Linked DNA regions of Sus scrofa: region 2 is linked to region 1. A link is a contact called in public targeted proximity ligation data. All regions are on one chromosome and are shown on one strand. The core of a region is the stretch at or near the end of the contact, and the rest is flanking DNA. Distances in the headings are between cores, read along the strand shown.

The links.
Region 2: a contact with region 1 is called in a targeted proximity ligation map of skeletal muscle. A contact is called at or near these places in 16 of 47 Hi-C or Micro-C datasets (alveolar macrophages, blood, embryonic fibroblasts and 8 more) and 1 of 2 datasets of targeted methods (skeletal muscle).

The regions. Positions count from the first base shown.
Region 1 is chr5:17,353,449-17,360,557 of Sscrofa11.1, reverse strand. It overlaps GRASP (general receptor for phosphoinositides 1-associated scaffold protein), which reads right to left and starts at 2,933. Exons shown (of 8, transcript XM_003126148.4): 1 at 2,138-2,933; 2 at 11-60. The coding sequence starts at 2,692.
Region 2 is chr5:17,430,953-17,438,061 of Sscrofa11.1, reverse strand. No RefSeq gene overlaps it. Among named protein-coding and RNA genes, the nearest start is that of ATG101, 16 kb to the right of the region's middle.

The sequences.
Region 1 (7,109 bases), core at 1,684-4,183:
GGTGACTCACCGCTGCTGTTCAGGACTCTGGCTGAGACTCTTCCAGCGGAATCCGGAGCCCTGGGTGGGAAGGAGAATCAGGAAGGAGCAGGTGAGAGGGAGCCGTCTTGAAGCAGATGCTGAGAGCCCGCCTTTGGGGAGCTCCTCGCCTGGGCTCTGGCCTCAGACCCAGCATCCCAGTCCCTGTTGCCCGTCTACCCGGCCCCAGCTCCACATCTGCTCTCCTGCTGGTGTAGCTACCTGCAGAGTGCCACTGTCAGTATCCCCATAACTTTCTCCCCAAGCTTTACCCACCCCCATAACCAGGACTGTGGAGACACAACAGCCCTCATGGGTGCTGGGTGCATGAAGCCCTGTGCTGGTTCCCAGTCTGGTGTGTGGGGGGGTCATTAATCTAGATAGGAGAGACTCCACCCCCAGGGCGTGTATCTACAGGGGCTCAGGAGCCCTAGACCCTACCAGCTGAAGCAAGGGTTCGTCTCAGGTGTTATTCAGAGAGGGGCAGGAGGCCCCTGGGCTTGCCTGTCTAGATACTCCAGAGCCCCCAGGACCACATGGGTCTCTCCTCCTAATTTATCAGCTGCAGAGCGTGGCTTGGGAGAGCTGGGGTCAGAGGCCAGGTGTGGAGGGCTGGCTGACAGTTTCAGCCTGAGCATGGAAAGGCAGGGGACAGAGGGACCCCAAAGTACAGACCTTTTCAGGGACCAGCTCTGGATACAGCTGCAAGTGGCAGCTGTGTTTAGCTCCACCCGGGCCTTTCAATTTTGCCATATATTTTGTTGTTTTCTGGGACAAAAAAACCCCACTTAGATCTCAAACTTGTCCTTAAGTCTCACTATTCTCAAGGAGAGAGATTGGGAGTTTGGGTGTTTTTTGGTTTTTCTGCTTTGTTTTGTTTTTGGTGTGGGGGATGACAGAGCGGAAGGTCCCTACTTCTTTTGGGTCCCTGAAAAACTAGTCTCTCTCCCTAAATTATTATTCCTGGGAAAAAGTCCAGGCCCAGGTCCATCGTTGTTCTGTGTGCCCCAAACAGCCCAAGGCCTTCCTGGTCAGTGTCCTTGTTAAACCTCCCCTCAGGCTGCCCCAAGGAGGAAAGAGAAGGAAACCCTCTTTCTTGGGAACCAAAGATGGGCCTCAGGGGTGGGGACAATTCCCAAAGGGGCCAGGGGGGGAAGGACTGGGCAACATAGAGAGACCCCTTTGTTTTCCACCCGATTTTCATAAAATGCAAATTCTCAACAAGCTGCTCATTGTGTTGGGGGTGGGGGGAGCCAGGGGAAAGGGTGGGGGGAGCTGAGAGGGGAAAGGCCACCAGCCCCCTCTCCTGAACCCGGGTCTTGAGTTCTCCTTTCAGAGCGCTCGGGTCCCCCTCAGGCCAAAGGAAAGAGCCCGCCGGCGGGGGCCACTCAGAGGGCGGGCGCGGCCCGCATCCTTCCTGCCCCGCGGGCGCCCGGCTTCCCCTCCCACCGCGTCCGGTCGCGGCGGCTGACGTCCAGGGAGCGGTGGCCTCACGCCCCGCACTCAGACGCAGGGCAGGCCCCGAGCCCAGGAATCCGGGCGTCCCTTCGGAAGGGTGAGCTCTCGGAGTTGGCGGCGCCGCTCTCACTTCCCCGGAGAGAAGGCACGCGGCGCGTCCGCCGCCCTCCTCCCCACCCGGGGCCGGCGGACCCTCAACTTGTCTGGGCGAGAGGCGGGACCCCAGCCCGAGGCCTCCCCACTCCCACTGAAGAAGCCCAGACAAGGGGTCCTGGGGGCCTCGAGACACCGGACTTGGGGAGGTGGGGCTGGGGGTGCTGAAGGAGAAGGGGATCTGGGGAGGCGGCAGGAAGGAGAGGGGCGACCGGGGCGGCGGCGCGTTGGGAGTGGAGAGCCGCCCAGCTCGGGGGCGGCGGGGGGCCGGGGCCGCGGGTGGAGGAGCTTGCGCCTTCTGGGCAGAGGGCCGAGGGGACCCAGCAGGATCTGAACGTGTCGTGGGGGTCAGCGGGCTGGTGAGGAATGGAGAGGCACTCGGGGACCCTAGAAGTGCATAGGGATCGGCAGGCACGGATGGGGGCTGTTGCGGGTTACGCGGACCCTGAGGAAGGGACATCGGATGGCGCCGAGGGCTGGGGGGCCGTGGGAGTTGGGGGGTACGCACCTTTCGGCGGGGCAGGGTGCCCCCGGACACGGCGAGCGCGCGGTACAGCTCGGCCGGGTGATAGTCCTCCAGCGCCGCGTACAGCTCGTCCCCAGGGGTCCCAGGGCTGGCGGCTGCGGCAGGGGGGCCTGAGGCCGGGGTCGGGGTCGGAGCAGCGGGCGCAGCTTCCGAGTCGGGAGCCCGGGCAGCTGGGTCCGGGGCGGCCGTCGCCTCCTCTTTCTGCTGCAGCTTCCTGAGTCGGCGGAGGGTCATGGCTCCGGCGCCCGGTGCCCCTCGGTGTGCGCGGTGGGGCTGGCGACGGCTCGGAGATGCCAGCTGGGAGGGTGGTGGGTCGCCTCCCTTTATAGGTTCGGAGAGCCGGGCGGGCTGAGGGGCGGGGGAGGAGCGGCCTCGCGGGGCCACGCCCCCAGCGCGACCGGCTCCGCCCACCGAGGGGCCGCTGCCCGGGAGCCCCGCCCCCGCTCCGGAGGCCTGCCGATGCTGGGGAAACTCTTGGGGACCCGAGCGCTCAACAGGGGGAAGAGCTACCCGCGGAGGGGATAGGGGGCAGGGCATCTCCGTGATACCTGAGGAGTGGGGAGGGGCCTGCGAAGGGCCTTGTGCACCAGATTTGAAATTTTAGGGCTTTGGAGATCCGAGGAGTCTGGCGGTGGAGCGACATTAAGGAGTCCTTTTGAGGCGGTTTGGAGGCCCAGAGTAAGATTCTAGGAGATCCGGGGCTGCAGGAGACTTAAGGCAAAGAGAAGGAGGCAGGGTGAGGGGTAAAGGCCCTGACGTGACCGTGACCATGCAGACGCCGCAATGAGTGAAAGGGCCCAGGATTTCCCCTTTATGCATCGGTCCCAGAAGAGTTGAAAGCGGCTGCCTCCCCTTCCCAAGTCAAGGGGAAAGGGAAGAAGTGGAAACCCAGAAATTTGTAGACTTAATTCTGGCCTGTCCACTCAGAGGGTTAAGAGGGGGTCCCTCCTGGACAAACAGCTCTTGAGGTTGGAGCTCAGATCGCCTTTTCCCAGCAGAGAGATCTTTGCTGTGGGACCAACTCATGGCAGGGGATGTGACCGTGCTGAGCAGGTGCTCGGGGTTGGGGGATGGTGCTCAGCCATTCCCTGACCTTTCTAGAGGACCATACCAGCTCCCTGTGGGGTTGTGTTGCCAGTGGCTTCCAGGCCATGGGGTGTGTGTGTGGGGGGGGGGTAGGAATGGCCCAGCCGAAGTCTCTGTCGTCAGTGGTACCCAAATAAGAAATGAGAGGAGGAAGTGGAAGGCCAGACCTGGCGTCTGAAGAGTGGCCAGCCACCACAGAGCGTCAGCATCACAAGCTGGGGGCTCCACATCCTGAGGTTTGCCATTAAACGGAAGCCAGCAATGCACTGTCCTCATCTGTCCCCTCCTCCAGAGTTCCCAAAGCTGTGTTACTCCTTTATAGCTGACATTTATTGAGCATTTACCATGGGCTGTGCACACTCTTCTGCGTGTCTTTTGCACACGTTAATGAATGCATTCGGTCTTCATGACAACTCTTTGAAATAGGTACTGTTTTCATCCCTTGCACTAGAGGCAACTGAGGCTCCGAGAGGTAAAGGAATTTGCTCTAGGCCACTCTGAGGCAAAGCCGACTCAAACCTGAGCAGCCTGGTTGCAGAGCCTGCCATCTAACCACTATGCGATGCTGTCTTCTGCCCTTCTCCATCCTCTGCTGAAGCCCTGCTCCGGGCCAGGTGCGCAGTGGGTTAGAGAGGCTCTTGGGCAGGTAGGGAGTGGTACAGGGGCCTGTGCTGTGTTAGAGGCATGGCGTGCAGAGTGCAGAGGGGCTAGAGGCCCATCAACCTGGGGAGGCCAGGAAAGGCTTTCTGTCGCCTCTCTCTCTCAGTCCATGGGGTCTGTCTCTGTCTCCTTGGGCCCTGTCTGTCTCTTCCCCGCCCCCAGGCCCCTGGAGCCCCAGCCCCTACAGGAGGTGTGGGTGGGAGGGGGTGCTTCTCCACCCCGCAGTGATTACACAAGTCCAGATGGCAGGATGCTTGTTGGGTGGGGGGCAGGGGGCGGATTGGGGACTGCCAGGAGCCAAGTGCTGGCTCTCTTAGTGCCTTCCTCTCCCTCCTCCCACCTTCCCCCTTGGCACCGTCAAGTGGCCATCAGTGGAGGGGCAGAGGGGGTGTTGGTGGGGAAACACGGGACTCTATTGTGAAGCATTAGCACAGATGGACCCCTGGACCGTCTGCTGCCTGCTCCTGACAGACGGCGTCTGTGGTGGGGGTGGGGATGGGGAGGCGAGCAAAGGCAGGAGAGGCGATGGTTTCTATTTTCTTCACTCCCAGGCTTAACCGGGAAGGTTCCCTCAAAATGGCATCTTATGTCTCTTCCATACGGCCACCCCACCTATCCCGGGGGTTACCCAAGGGACACTTCTTTGCCTGAAACCTGGAGGTGTCATGAGTGTCACCGCACCTGTGTCTGCCAGCCCTGCTGAGACCTTCCTCCTTCAGGGTGACGTGGAGACGGAGACCTCCTCTCAGTAGCCAGGCCAGTCGGCCTCCCCACCTCCAAGTGAGAGAACAGCACCAGAAAGGGCACACATGGTTCCTCTTCCTGCCAGGCAGGGGTCCCTAGAGAACCCCAGAGTAAAGGCAGGCCCAGGAGATGCAACTTCCGTCAGGCTCATTGCGTGACTTCCTCAAATCCCAGAACTTCAGGGCCAGAAATGGCCTTGGGGTCCAGAAAGGATGCCAGGTGGCCCAAGCCCTCATCAACGAAGGAGGTGAACTGAGGCCAGCCAGGGAGGGGAAGATGGTGACAGATCAGGCACTAGAACCCACTAGAACCCAGCTGTCCTGACTCTGGAGACGACTTCTTTATTTTTGCTTTTTAGGGCCGCACCTAAGGAATATGGAGGTTCCCAGACTAGGGGTCGAGTTGGAGCTACAGCGACCGGCCTACACCACAGCCATGGCAACTCGGGATCTGAGTCACGTCTGTGACCCACACCGCAGTTCACAGCAATGCCAGATCCTTAACCCACTGAGCGAGACCAGGGATCAAACCCATAGCCTCATGGACACTATGACAGGTTCTTAGCCCACTGAGCCACAATGGGAACTCCCTGGAGACTATTTAATTCAGCTGCTGGTAGCTCTCCTGAGAGCGCAGAGATCTGTCTGTGCCTGCTTCCTCCTCCCCACCTCCTCAGTTTCTCCAGGAAGGTGATGGGGGAGCCCAGAATGCCACACTGTGGAGTGCTGGTGCCCTCTGGTGGCCATGAATCTCTTGGCAAATCTTCAAATCTGACTCTGAAGGGCTGGCTGGCTGGTAGGAAACTCCACCTGGAATCCCAGCCAGGTTTAAGGACCCCTCCTCTCCCACCCAGGAGGGTGTGCGTCCAGCTGAGACATCATGCTCCACCTCAGTCACCGAGTTTTGGAGTTTTCACACCTGTTAGGAAGTTGTGTTTTGGACCTAAGCCGGTGCTGCCCTGCTGCAGGTGAAACTCCTCCGGGAGAGGGAAGACAGCTGGCGGGCTTCCGCCTAGCAGGAACCTGCACGCGCCAGGCAGTACACGAGGCTCTTGAAGCTTTGCCTTTTCCAACCCTCCACGACTTCCTCCTGAGCCTGAGTCTCTTGCCTAGCATCTGCTCTCCTCATCCCATCTTCTGCTGCTCCTTAAGGCTGGGATGAGCGGGGGTAAGATGCTGCTGCGTGCTGCGTGCTGCGTGCTGCCCGCAGCCACAGACCTCCCCCTCTGTTCTTCTCCCTCCGGAAGCCTCCTTGCAAAAGCCCCATCACTCTGGCTCCTCAGACATCTGCACTCAATCTGTACCTTATTCCTGAGCAAGTCCCAGGCTTTCAGAATGAGCTCCCCAGGCTTGGCTTCCTTTGGCTCCAGCTGCCCTGGCTCCTAGCTCTCAGGGTAGGCAGGGCTTGGTCTGTGGTGGGGGCACAGACAGCGGGGGCTTGGCTAAGGGACAAGGCCTAGGTAAGACCCCTTTTCTTTTTTTGCTTTTTAGGGCCACACCTGTAGCATATGGAAGTTCCCAGGCTAGGGGTCATATCGGAGCTGTAGCTGCTGGCCTTGGTCACAGCCACAGCAATGCCAGCTCTGAGTTGGACCTGTGACCTACAACACAGCTTAGCACCAGATCCCCAACCAACCCACTGAGCAAGGCCAGGGATTGAACCCGCATCCTCATGGATACTAGTCGGATTCGTTTCCACTACGCCACAATCGGGACTCCAAGACCCCTTTTCTTTGTGACAAGCCCTTGCCCAGATATCCTAACAGTCAGTGGTCTCCTGAGTCCTGTCCTTGCCTACCTGTTCAACCTCTAGGCTTCCATCAGGAGGTCGAGGTGTTTGGGACAAGAGCTCCAGAAGCCCAGGCCCCTCTGGCGTCGAGTCCTTGTCTGAGCTCTAGCAGAACTGTTTCATCTGGGACCAGGGAGCTGACTGGCCTTGCTGGGGCTCCCCTGGGTACTGCCACTGCTTCTGAGTGGGAGGTGGGAAGGCGAGGGCCTGGGACTCAGCTGGCTCTCTGGGCAGGAATGAGGGGCTGGGCCCCACTTGTGAGTCGCTGAGGGAGGCCTGGCAGCTGGCGGGCAGCTGACGGGGCAGGGAGTGGTTGTCTCTCTTAATGGCTACTGTTGCCCAACAGTTTCCACAAGATAGTGTGTGTGTGGCCCAGGGGCCCAGGGGAGCCCAGCAGTGGATACCCATCACAGCCCCAAATTCTCGGGGGTCTGGGAGTCGGAGGAGGGCCAATGTGGCGGTTATCTGTGTTGGATATGGGTGGCCTCTGGATGGCCTGGTATCCGCGCTTGAGCAGGTTAGACTGGCAAAGGCAGGAAGGGTCAGCTCTGTGGTTTTCCTACAGTATCCACGTACCACTCCAAGGACAAAGAACGTACTTTCTTACCCCGCCTCATTTCAGACTGATACAGATAGCTAGGACAGAAAATGACGGCTTTTAGGGCCCCAGACTCCC
Region 2 (7,109 bases), core at 1,367-3,866, 78 kb before region 1:
CTGCAACCTACACAAAAGCTCAAGGCAACTCTGGAACCTTAACCCACTGAGCAAGGCCAAGGATGGAACCCGCATCCTCATGGATACTAGTCAGGTTCGTTTCCGCTGAGCCACAACGGGAACACTGATATCCTCCTCTATTTTAAATTATGTATATAGCTTATTATTTCCCTCACCTCACGGAGGCATCCTCAGTGTCTGGAGCAGTGCCTGGCACAGACTAAGTGCTTTACAACTGGTGGAATGAATGAAACCTAGCATCCCTCAGTCCCCACTGAAGACTGGTGTGTGGCTGCCAACCTACCTCTCCCTCCCCACCCCTGGGGACCTTCTGTGAAGCAGGTATAACCCTTTCATGCACCTCCAGTCACCTGCCATCCACCCTACCTGAGCTACCCGCATGTACCCTTGAACCTGGGCATTACCTGGAACTCCTCCATCTGGGCCAGTGTTGGGACTGGCTGTCTTGGGTGCAGTTGCCTCCCAGATAGACTGTTACAGTCAGAGAAGTGAGAATAAATGAGAGTCAAGAAAGAGCCTGGGGCCAGGGTGGGGGAGTAGCCTCCTTCACCAGCAGGTCTGGCGGGGGCAGAGGCTGAGCCAGTGAAATAGATTTGGAGCAGGGTGGGAGGAGGTCAAGGCCAGTCAGTTCAGGTTAAGAGACTGTGAAGAGGTCGAGCAGGTGGAGTTCCTATTGTGGCTCAGCAGGTTAAGTACCTGACCAGTATCCAAGAGGATGCAGGTTTGATTCCCTGGCCACGCTCAGTAGGTTAATGATCCCGTGTTGCCTGGAGCTGTGCCATAGGTCTCAGAAGAAGCTCGGATCTAGCATTGCTCTGGCTGTGGTGTAGGCCAGAATCTGCCGCTCAGATTCAACCCCTAGCCTGGGAACTACCATATGCCGCAGATTCAGCCCTAAAAAGAAAGGAAAAAAAAAAAGAAAGAAAAAAGATGTCAAGGAGTTCCCATCATGGCTCAGCGGAAAGGAATCTGACTAGTATGCTAGTATCCAGGAGGACTCAGGTTCGATCCCTGGCCTCACTCAGTGGGTTAAGGATCCAGCTTTGCCATGAGCTGTGGTGTAGGTCACAGGTGCGGCTCAGATCCTTGCGTTGCTGTGACTGTGGTGGCAGCGACAGCTCCAATTCGATCTCTAGCCTGGGTACTTCCATATGCTGCAGGGGTGGCCCTAAAAAGCCAAAATAAAATAAAATAAAAATAAAAGACCACTCCGGCGCCCATGGAGAGTGGGTGGGCCGAGGAGCACGGATGGACGTGGGGGCTGGGTGAGAGCCGAAGCAAGGGGTGGAGATGGAGTGAAGCTTTCTCAGAGATAGAATGCGCCATGTGTGGCGATGGACGGGCTGTGCAGGGGCCGCGCAGGGGAAGGAAGGGGTGCCTGGAGGACAACGGCTTGGGAGGAGGTGGTACCAGGCCCTGGGAGCAGACAGGCCAGGAGTGAGGATGCTGTGCTTTCTCCTGTCTCGTCGCTCTCCCTGTCGCTCATTAAGCTCCTGCCGCACCAGCCTCCTTTTGGTCCCTTAGACGCTCCAATCTCATTCCCACAGCGGGACCTTTTGACCCATTGTCCCTCCGGCAGGAACACTGTGCCCCAGCCCTTGGCCGGGCTGGGTCCGCCTCCTGGCCAGGTCTCCACCCAGATGCCGCCTCCTCGGAGAAGCTTTCCCTGACCACCCCCACCCTGCTGCCCTGTTGTGTTACTGCCTGCAACCTATTTGTTCACTCGTCCATCAGAGGCCCCCTCCCACCAGAAGGTAGGCTCCGTGGCAGGGGTGTCTTGGTCTCATATACGAGGTACTTTCCAGCGACTGCTGAGTCAGTCATTGCCAGACGGACCAATGCATTAAGATGACGTTGTTTGGAAGCCAGGCTAGGCTAGGGCTGCAGCTTTCAGAGCCATGGCATGGAGACGGCGATTTAAGCTCCAGGAGAGGCAGAGAACACCCAGGGCAAGAAGGCAGGGTAAGGAGTTCCTCTCATGGCTCAGTGGTAATGAACCCAAATAGCGTCCATGAGGACGCAGGTTCGATCCCTGGCCTTGCTTGGTAGGTTAAGGATCCGGCGTTGCTGTGAGCTATGATGTAGGTCACAGAGGTGGTTTGGGTCCCACATGGCTGTGGCTGTGGTGTAGGCTGACAGCTACAGCTCCAATTCGACACCTTTTCTGGGAATTCCCATATGCCACGAGGGTGGCCCTAAATAGGCAAAAAAAAAAAAAAAAATGCAGGGTAAGAGAAAGTCTTCAGACCATCCTGAGGCCCTGGGCATGCAAGCTTTGGGCAAGTTTACAGGAGGTGCTAGTACAGGACCCTCAGGGAGAGGGGAGACAGGGAGGAGGCAAAGCAAGACACCCCCACCCCACACAGCTGGGAGCTGGGGAGCCTGGATTCAACCCACGCTGGCTCCGGGTGGGGGGACAGCACCCCCCCCCCCCCGTGCCCCGACAAAGTCTACATCAATCATCTCAGTTTCCCTAGGTGGGTGTAATCCTTGCCCCTCTTCACTAGGAGGGAGAGGGTTAGGGACCCAGAGAGGGCGGACTCAGTATCATGCTGGAGCCCAGTTCTCAGCCTCGCCTCTCCACCTCACTGAGCTTCTTCTGCACCTGTCACGGAAGCCACCATGGGGACAGCTGTGAAGAGGAGGGAGAGGTCGGCAGAGGCATGAGCGGCCAGTAGCCGCTGAGAGAAGAACTGTAAAAGCAGGTTCAAGAATCCACTCCGGGTGGATCCTGACTCGCCAGTGCCGCCAGAGTAGACAGAAGCCACACTGGAGAGGATGGAGGGGTGAGGACGCGGGACAAGCACGCGTGGATAACTTTGGAGAAGTTTGGCTGCAAAGACGAGACAAGACACGGATTAGTAACTGGAGGAGCCTTGGGTGCAGAGGACGGCTATTTTAAGGTGGAAGAAACCCGAGCGTGTGAAGTTGGAGCCAGCAGAGAAGGAGTGGTTAAAGGAGCATTAAGGAAACTAAAGTGAAGGGGGTGGGGCGCAGAGGAATCAGAGGGGGTCCTTTCTCAGGGACCCGTGGAAAGCCCCTGCCTCCAGAGGTCTGGAGACAGAGCGGAGGGATTCTTGCCCCAGGACGCCCCCTTTCGGTGAGAAGTAGGAGATAAGGCATCTGAGCAGAGGGAGGGAGGGGCTAGGGGCGGGGCAGAGGTGAGAGTGGGGGCGGGGCAGAGGTGAGAGTGGGCGTGGTTTGCAGGAATTCGGCAAATGGGCGGGAGAGAGCTGCCCAAAGCAGAGAGGGTCCTGTGGGGTCTGGTGACCATTCTTGGGGCCATCCGTCCGCCCGGGGCGCGATGTTCTTTGGGGGCACCCAGCAGCCATCCAGGGCCGAGGTTCTACCAGGAGGGCTCCCCTGGAGGACTGAGGTCAGGCAAGGGGCGAGAGGGACTGGGGTCACCGGCTGCGGAGTCTGACCTGGAGAAGGAAGTGGGGGCGGGGAGGCGCCGACGGATGGGGAGGAAGTAGAGACCAGTGCAAATGCTGGAAAGCGCAGGGCGGAAGAACCGAAGGTGTGACCCTGAAGCCTCTGAAGGAGGGGCTTCGGGAGAGGAGCAGTTGGGCGCTGTGTCGAGGTTAACCGAGCAGCCGAGCAGCCGTGGGTGTGGGCAACTCGGCTGAAGCCTCAGCCCTGCCGGCAGGAGGCAGGCCTCGCAGAAGAGGCTGCAGCTTGAAAGCGAAGCTTCCAAGGAAGATGAGGGGTGTGTGTGTGTGTGTGTGTGTGTGTGTGTGTGTGTGTGTGTGTGTTGAGCATTCACACTTACAAAGGAGTAAACTGTAGAAAAAAAAAGCCCACCCTGGACTTCCTGTCGTGCCTCAGTGGAAATGAATCTGACTAGTATCCATGAGGATGCAGGTTCGATTTCTAGCCTCCCTCAGTGGGTTAAAGGCCCGGGGTTGCCTTATGTAGCAAGAAGCCTCCTGCACCCCCTCCCTCCACATCTCAGCCTGCAGGCCCCATCCCAGCACACCAAAACCTGAGGGTGGGGAGCACAGAAACTCCTTGCCACCCCCAGTTTCGAAATCCATCATTCCCTGGCTCCCAAGATAGCCCACTCCCGGCTTCCCTCCCACCTCCCTGGGCGACCCTCCTCTGCGGCCTTGCCAGCTCCTCTTGTGTCCTGCCTTTAAGTGGTGGCCCACTGAGCTTCCTCCCTTCTCATCCCAACCTGGTCCCTTCCCACAGCTCCATCTGTCTCTAGCCACACGAGGGCCCAAGTCTCTCTTCTGAGTCCCAGTCCCATACACTAATTGCCCACCTTGGATGTGCTTCAAACTTGACACACCAGAACCGGACCCATCAGCCACCCCTTCTGCCTGCGCACCCCCGCCCCCTGCCCCCAGCCTACAACAGCCACGGGTCAGTTTTCGGGACACCCACCCTCTGTTCTCCCAAGGACTGAAACGGGCTTAGATCTGGTGAGGAGATGACCCCCTCCGTTAGGCCCTGTGGTTTGGGCTGTCTGAGTAGAGTATGTGATGGAGGCCTAGAACATTCCAACCGCAGCACAGTACTTCAGGGTTAGCACCCAGTTACAGTTGCTCCCCGGGTTTGGCCTGAGACCTGGGAGATGACCCCCACCCCATTCCTGATAGATGTGAACCTGAGAGACCACAAAGCCAACATCCTGCCTCACATGGAGGCTGAGACTGACACACGCACACTTACCGTGCCAGGCTCTCTACACACGTGCGGCTCTCATGTCATCCTAACAAAAGAGGCCCTAGCTCAGCCCCACTTTTCCCCACTTGAGAGAGGAAGGATTTGAGCCACAGAGGGTTAAGCATCTTGCCCAGGTCACATGGCTAAGGAAGATGGTGGGCATTCAAACCCAGTCCTGTGATCCCAAGTCCTGCTCCAACCACTAGACCACCCTGCCAGAGGCCCACAGAGGCTGCAGACCAAGCCACAGGAGGCAGAGGGACCAGGCCTGTGCTCACTGCCAGACCTAAGTCACAGCGGGCCCGAGGCCAGAACTACCCCCTCAGCCTTGCAAATACACAGACGGATAAATTCCCCTCTGCTCAAGCCAAATATCTTTCAGGTTTCCTGTAAATTCAGACCAAAAAAGTCCTAACTGATAACACCACCCCTCCGTAGGTGCCAGGCACCGCCACCCCTAGCCACTCAGGCCAGGAGCTGGACTTTCATTCTCCCCGACCCCCTCCCCCTCATCTCTCACATCCAACTAGTGATCAAAGCCTGAATCCCAAGCATCACCGGGATCTGCCCCTTTGCTTTCCATCCTAGTTCAGGCCGCCATCATTTTTGCCAGTTTTGACCACAGCCCCCTTGCTGTGGCTCTACCTCCAGCCTCCTCCCAGCCACAGACCTACCCCCAGTTCCCTAAGATCCAGATCTTACCATGTCACTTCCCGGCTTAAACCCTCCAGACACCTCACTGCCCCCGGGGTAAATTCCACCCCCACGGCCACCCCTCTGGTCCCACGTGCTGTCACACCCTGCTCTACCCACCTGCTCCCAGGGCACCGTCAGCCCCTTGCCCCTCTGCACCTCTGCCCAGAAGGTTCTTCCTCCCCATCTTCCCCTCCTGAATGCCTCGGTACCACTTCCTCTACAAGCTGAGCCGGTCACTCTCTTGGCTCTGTCGACACTGGGCCCTTCTAATGGTCTTCGTTACCTTTATTATTCTTTTTTTTTTTTTTTTTTTTTTTTGCCACTCCACAGTATATGGAGTTCCCAGGCCAGGGATCAGATCCGAGCCATAGTTGTGATCTAAGCCACAGCAACGCTAGATCCTTAACCTACTGTGCCGGGCCGGGAATCGAACCCATGACCCAGCACTCCCAAGAAGCCACCAGTCCTGTTGCAACACAGTGGGAATTCCATCTTTGTCTGCTATATTAACTTTAGTTTTGGGAGCTCTTTACTGGACGGTGAGCTCCTTGAGATCAGGGTCCCTGTCTCATTCTTCTCAATCCCAACCCCAGAGCCTGCATGGCACAGAGCAGTCTCTCAATAAACACTCATGGAGGGAATTCCCACTGTGGCTCAGTGGGTTAAAAACCCAGCTAGTACCCATGAAGATGCGGGTTCGATTTCTGGCCTTGTTCAGTGGGTTAAGAATCCAGTGTTGCCACGAGCTGCAGTGCTGCAGATGTGGTTGGAATCTGGTGTTGCTGTGCTGTGGCTGTGGCTGTGGCAGGCAGCTGCAGCTCCCATTTGACTCCTAGCCAGGGAACTTCCATATACGGCAGGTACAGCTCAAAAAAAAAAAAAAAAAAAAAAAAAAAGAAAGAAAGAAAGAAAGAAAGGAAAAGAAAAGAAAAAAGGAAAAAAAGGAATAAATGAAGTGTTCCCAGGAAAAGGGTGGGTGGTTCTACCTTTCTTCACTGGGGATGGCCAGCCAGGTTCAGAGAAAAAAATAATGTCATATAATTACAGTGTAGAAAGCCTTTTATCTATAGACAAGCACATAATATATTTCATCCTCATGATATTGTTGCCTCATGACATTTTACAGATGAAGAGACAGGCTCAGGAAGGCTTACAATATAGAATTTAGTGCGCATACTACAAAATCCATTATCAAGGCACAAGCTCCCCCACCAGGCTATGTGTTTCAGAGGCTAATACATCAGCGGAATGAAGAGATGTTCTTGCGCACACTGGCCACAGGGGGGCAGTCGAGTGTCGGCGTGAGAGTCGCTACCCACCCTTGGAATGATTTGGATCTGGGTGTGGAAGAGGAACAGCCAGCACTGAGGAGAGACCAGGGGAGAGGGGCCGTGGCCGGAGTTGCTATTTCAGGATCTGCCAGAAACAGTCCAAACTGGAGTGGGTCCCGGGATTACCACTAATCCCAAGAGTCAAGAGCTGGAGACATAGACTGTATACCCAAACTAGCATTACCAGCATATTTAATAACAAGCCACAGGAAGTGATGGGGCAATGGCAGGGCATTGCTGGAGCACCCAAGACCTCCAAATGGGGGACAGTACCCACGGCCCTCAGCAGGGACAAGTCACTGGTCTGTCAGACCACAGCTACCCTGCACCATAGATGGGGACAGGGGCTGTGCTTGTGTCCTCAGAGGTCCAGCAGACAGGGGGCCTGGT